Linked DNA regions of Zea mays: region 2 is linked to region 1. Evidence: chromatin contacts called from public Hi-C data. All regions are on one chromosome and are shown on one strand. The core of a region is the stretch at or near the end of the contact, and the rest is flanking DNA. Distances in the headings are between cores, read along the strand shown. Region 1 has its middle 29 kb from the start of LOC103637126. Region 2 has its middle 46 kb from the start of LOC103637126.

Region 1 (2,992 bases), core at 379-2,878:
CCTTTATACCCCTCATTCTTTAATTCACTTTTTTCTTTATATTGTAGCTTCCTATCCTCTATTTTAACATACACTAGTACAAAACGGCTCTATATCTATGGTGCACACTAATTTATACATGCGGATGTCGTTAATGCGTGCCAGTGTACTAAAACAAGGCAACATAAAATGTTAAATGTTAAGTACCTTCGTCCTTCGAAGCATCATCTTCTTGCAAAGATAATGGATCTTGGACAAAGGTCATGAAGAATAGGTCTTCATTTTTCATACGAATAATATTACAATGTAATATTATAACAAGCATTCATTTCATATTGCATGTCAGAATAATATCAAAATCTGTATTATATGTTAATAAAGTGATACAAGTTGTATATTATATTTGTATATTCGGCTTGCTCGAAGGAGAGAATGCTAGTACAGCCTTCCAATAAAAGCATGAACAATATGTGGGTACTGTTCATCTATTTATAGGCATGGGACGCGGTCCAAACAAAATTACAATTATGACCCTGATATCTATACATTGCTCTAATACAAATATCAAGGATAAACATGTCTTTTTATTGCTGTCTTGATTTCATGTATGACCTTCGTGATCATCTTAAGATGAAGCTTTAGTTCTTGCCGAAGCTTCGATGTATTTCTTGCGTGTCTGTCACAGCTTCGGCACTCAGTTCCTTTGATGTATCTTTGTCAAAATAAATTACAAACGGTTTCTTCATCCTGAGGATCTTCGGCAGAGAAACAGACCCCAACAAGTAGCCTCGACTTACAGAACCGCTAGTGAAAACACATTTTCGCTGAAGGTTAACTTAAAAAAAACCACCAGCGAAAACCATGCATATTCACAGACAAACTGTCGGTAAAAATGTGTTTTTCACTGACGGTTTTATTAAGAGAACCACCTGTGAAAATGCACGGTTTCACTGGCGGTTTTTTAAGTTAACCGTCAATAAAAATCTATTTTCACATGCGGTTCATTAATCAAACCGCCATGGGTGACATTTCTGGTATAAATACCCTTTCTTCTCCTCCAAGAACTTAAAAACCTGTCAGTGGAAAGATTTATTTCCATTGGCCACTAGCGCTTACGGTTCTGGAAAACACTAGCAAAAATAGGTTGTGAACTGCCTCTATAGAGCTTCTTTGTACTAGTGATAGATTCTAGGTAGAATTTGAACATCGAAACCTTCACCGACTTGCAATCCTCACAACGTTTCGTGACCCTTATCGGTGTGAGAAGAGGGCTTTTTGGATGGTCTTTCTTCCATATACCATCGTCAGAAGGATGTCCCTGCACATCACGGCTTCCTAAACAAAAATCAAATTGGACGGGAAACAACTTTCACTTCACCACCGGTTCGTCTCTTATAAACGAAGCTGCAAGATTAGGGTTGAAAACGGGACAGGTACCTGGATCGGATACTAGATACAGGTAGTGAAATAACACGAATTTTCAGATATGGATACAGTTATTTTTGTTACCAGAATGGATACGGTTACTACTCGCATAATAACCATTTGGATACAGGTAGGATATAAAATCATAGTACCCAGTAACTATCCGTATATCTCATATCGGATATGGGTATCCGACGGTCGGGTACCCGGGCCAGCGTCTGCACTTCGTCTTCTGCCTTGGCGCATTGCGCTATCGGCCTGCTGGCCCAATGACGGATGGCCCATTACGTACGTGTGTTCGCACTTCAAACAAACAAATGACACGAGAGATTTGCAAATTGTTTTTTTTTGTTACACTAGAGGGCATGGAAACATGAGACAAAAGGTATTTAAAAATTGGAGAAACCTTAACATGGGCTATGAAATTAATCGGCCGAGAATACTCCCGCTAGCCAAATTGACGTAAAAAGGTACCCCTATAATTCGCGTGGTGAACAACGTATTGTATATTTCTTCTCGAATTGATTGCTTTACCGTATGGGGGCACAATATATCCATTAGTTGTTTCATTTGGTGATGTGAAAGTATTGAACATTTAAATGCCAACTATCTATTATCTGTTATATATTTGTGGACTTGCGTATTATATCTAAAAGAAATATGCTGCTGATTTTTTTTAAAAAAAAACTGTATTAGTGGTTGTATAATATCCTTGTGATTAGTAACTTCGAACTACATTATGTCAATTTTATCTGTTTATTTTTCTATATTTGAGCTATCATGTACATGATTATGTATTTTTTTATTTGATTTGTTTGTTGAACAGTACTACTACGTGCAGTTGCGTCAACTCTTACACTGTCAATAATTGCAGTCCCCTTCGTTTTCGTTTTTTTCTGATCGTCAAATCAGTCCTCGCTGATAGATGAGGACATATCCTTTGCAATCAATCATTTTGGTGCAAGCGTGCAATCAAACTATCCAGAGCATCCAATCTAGATCCAACGGTTTCATATGGAAGGGTTAAAAGTAAAATAGGTACTATGTTTTAGGTGGAAGGGGTTAAATATAAAATAACAGTCATCATTAGATCTAGATTAGATGCATCAAACCGCTTGATTGCACGCTTGCACCAATATATATGATTGCACAGGATATTTTCCCCTGATAGATAGATATGCTTATCTTTGAAAGAACCCCGGTAGAGGGCGAACCATCAGCACGCCAGTATTGGCCAGACTTGCTGCGCCTCCTGAATGCCCATGACGACGACGCAATTGTTTTTACTCCCCCGGTGTTCCCCATTCATCAGTCTATCGTGGCATGCTGGCCTCGTCCCTCGTCGTCGTCGTCGCGCCGGCCGCCATGGGCGCATGTGCTGCGTAGTGCGTCCCCAGTTTCAACTTTGCGCAGAGAACAAAAACAATCGGATGGTCCCTCTTCCGTTCCTCCTTTTGCAGAAACAATCAGCTAGCGTATGTTTGCTTGGGAAGGGGTGTTAATTGCGCCCCCGCCCTGCTAGATTAATTCCAAGGCACGCAGGCAGGTGCGTGCGTTTTGTAATGGTTGCAACTGGGGAGGTCGGTCC
Region 2 (3,281 bases), core at 425-2,924, 75 kb after region 1:
AATAATGTGGATTGACTCACTTACGATGGGGGCTCATGTGAAGTGTAAGGCTTACCAAAGAAGATGGTTAAAGTTGAGCATTGCTTTTAAAGTTGATCAAAATTTTATTAGCATTTACTAAGTATAAGTAGATACCAACCCAATTAAATAAGAGATCGAAATTAATAATAAAACCACAATGCAATGCAAATGAAAAATTCAGTTTAATTACATAAGTTAATCATGCGAGAGTCCTGAGTCGCTCATGACCATGAGCATGGCTGATATACCAGTTTTACACTCTATAGAGGTTGCATATCTTTACCCATAAGTCATGTTACTCATTTGCCAAGGATGGCGACTTCCCATTCATCTCTACTGAGGAGAGGAGACAAGGTAACATTACGAGGCCTTTTTTAAAGTTCCACTAGTTTGAGAAAACCCGCTACGGATTCAGGAAGAAGGAAGCATAGAAATCCCTCGACCGAAAAGCTTTACAGACAGTTCGACCCGAGACCTCCCTATACTATGCAGTGATGGACTCCCCGCTTGCCCCTTTCGGGTAAGGTAACCTCTCTCTAGCTTTCCTAATTACTTGGCCAAGGGCGTTCCATTCCACCCTTATGGTAGCACTGTTATCTCAAGTTAAGCTCCATGTTCCAATTAATACAATAATCTTATCATGAACAATAATTAAACCAATAGTATTAATGGAACACGATCGTAATTCAGATATAACATTAATCCCAAAACCAAGCAAAGCAATAGCTAATATACCCAATAGTTCATTTGTTTGCAAGGTGTGGGATGAACAATACAAGGAAAACCTATTAGGTCCCATCAAATTAACCTAAGCATGCCACAGTGATTAATAGAAACATTATTAGGTAAAGAAGAGTGATCAAGGGCACAACTTGCCTGTGATTTGCGATAACATGTTGTCCAGATGCTGACCCAAAAGTTGGGCACTGGGTTCCTCATCATCTCGCCTCTACTCGTAGCAACGCATACAATCAAGGAAATAATGGATATGGTAACATTACACCAAATCATGAGAACAAAGTGCGTAAGAATATTCTACACGCCACCACAAGATCGTAGACTCGAGAATTACTGAAATCGGAGTTACGGTGGAATAGATATGGTTTTCTAATGATATAAGTGATTAAGCGATAAAACTATTATTATAAACCACGTGGGAAAGATATTCTAAAGAAATAACTAGTTTAATCTTAATCTAAGTTATAACTTAATTAGAAATCATATTTTAATCAACTTATAATTATAGATATATTAATTTTGATTAGAAAAGTTAACTTACTAACATAGGTTCAACAAATAGCTATTTTTGGAAATATGTTACTTGGTAAAATAATGCTACTATAGCATAGGCAATATTATTGTGAGGCTAACGCAATTTGAATGGGTCAAATCGGAGCTAAAACGCTAAATATATGGATTATCTACGTTTCTGGGCTATTTTTATTATTAAAACCAAGTTCCAAGGTTCATTTGTAAATTCCAGGGGCTTAAATACTAATTCTTCCTACAGTGGAGGGACAATGGGTTGATTTTGTGAACTTTTAGGGACTCTTTAGAGAAAAGAATCAGCCGAAGGGGTATGGGTTGACTCTGGCTGTTGGATTTCAAACCGATGGCCAGGATTAAAAGACCTACCACATGAACGGTTGCAATCACCACCCCTCGGATCTAAATCTTACGATCAAGGTTTTATTGATACATGATCTATCCCACACTGTCCATCGCTAGATCGATGGCACGGATCTTAGGCATCGAAGGGGTATCTTCGATCAAATCTGAGCCATTCGTTCATGGATCGAGGGACAGCCATGCATAACTCGAGCACCAAATGTGGTGGCGTTGTGCTCCACGGCGGTGATCCTCGCCGGAGTAGCACCAACCCCCAGCCCTGAGCCTAATTCTTACCACCAGCCATTGTTATACGATGCGGAGACTGGCACGAACAAGTTGGGAGGTAATTCACCGGAGTTGGAGCAACGAAGACCACCGGCCATGGGGCAGCGTTGATCAGCGGTGGAGTTAGTCTCCGACGAGAAAATTCACCGAGCACTGATCGCCCACAGCCTTCGAACTCCCCAAGGTGGCATCCACAGGCCATCAACGGAGCACCTCGAGCACACATGCGCCCCGACGATGGCACCAACGAGCTGGCCCAGCGGTGGCCCTCTTTATCTCCCCCTGCACCCTCTCTCTCTCTCTCTCTTCGCTCACCAAAGGTGGTCATGGGGTTCATACTGGATAAACGTGTTGGCATAGGTTCGTATATATACTCCCAGGGGGAGGTCCCGGTGCGGACAGAGCCTAAGCCCTAGTTCAACACGGTGGATCGGCATCCGGAGATCACGACTAAGTGAAGATGCACGTGATTCAGTTATGAGGTTAAAGAACGAATCTACTGGATAGAACCACACGACTGCGCTATGGGGCCCACCCGCCGGTGTCACACATGCCCGGGCCGTCGGTGTCACACATGCCCGGGCCCGAGAGGGAGGCTTTGCTAGGCCACGTGGGTAGTGTGTAAAATGAAAATGGGCCTGCAACACTTCAAAGATTCAGCATGAATGCAAGAAATATTTTGTTTATCTATATGTGTTTATATGAGTTCCTTTATACATGCTTCAAGTCATATATATAACTAGGGTCGTGCCCGTGCGTTGCAACGGTTTTCATATATCTCATGGTAGACCTTTAATAATGATGCATGTTTAAATTTCAAAGACTTGCATTGCTCAAATCTCCCAGTAATTGCACTGAAGAAAAAAATACCTAGACTCTAAACAAAATTGTCCCCCACCAAAAAAGAAAATGTAAACTAAGTGTACAAATTTGTAAGAGTTGCATATGTCTGTTTATTAAATGTATTAACAATCGAATACGACCGGGCCGCCAGTTGAGCGCCATCAGGTTGATAATCTCCATGATACGACTGTCCTAGGCTCGAAGCAGTTGTATCTGCTGGTGTTGTCAACTTGCAATGACGTGCAATCAACAATAATCAATCAATGTTCATCAACCTTAGTTAATTAAGAAAGAACTCACGATAGTCATAATTATTATTGGGACTAAACATATAGCCATAATGACATGTATGCATGGCAAGTAGTGTTCTAGTTGCCTTGCCTATAGGTCCAGGAGGGAGGTCAGGTCACGAGGGTCTCCTCCATCTTGCCAGCCAGGGAGAGGCAGGTCACGGCCACCAGCTGCAACACCCACCTTAGCAATCCTCGATGCAGATGTTGCCGCTGGAACCTAAAATTTGT

The links. Hi-C and Micro-C count contacts between places; a contact is called where the count stands out from the background.
Region 2: a Hi-C map of leaf shows a contact between it and region 1, with 7 times the contacts expected there. The contact joins two enhancer-like sites. A contact is called at or near these places in 9 of 25 Hi-C or Micro-C datasets (bundle sheath, ear, endosperm and 3 more).

What each region holds. Positions count from the first base shown.
Region 1 is chr8:98,770,968-98,773,959 of Zm-B73-REFERENCE-NAM-5.0, forward strand. No RefSeq gene overlaps it. Among protein-coding and RNA genes, the nearest start is that of LOC103637126, 29 kb to the right of the region's middle. Within about 2 kb of position 1,629, at least 14 of the 20 cell types and tissues checked have an H3K27ac peak or open chromatin away from gene starts, as enhancers often do. A contact at or near this core is called in bundle sheath, ear, leaf and 1 more, where this site is marked.
Region 2 is chr8:98,845,642-98,848,922 of Zm-B73-REFERENCE-NAM-5.0, forward strand. No RefSeq gene overlaps it. Among protein-coding and RNA genes, the nearest start is that of LOC103637126, 46 kb to the left of the region's middle. Within about 2 kb of position 1,675, at least 16 of the 20 cell types and tissues checked have an H3K27ac peak or open chromatin away from gene starts, as enhancers often do. A contact at or near this core is called in bundle sheath, ear, leaf and 1 more, where this site is marked.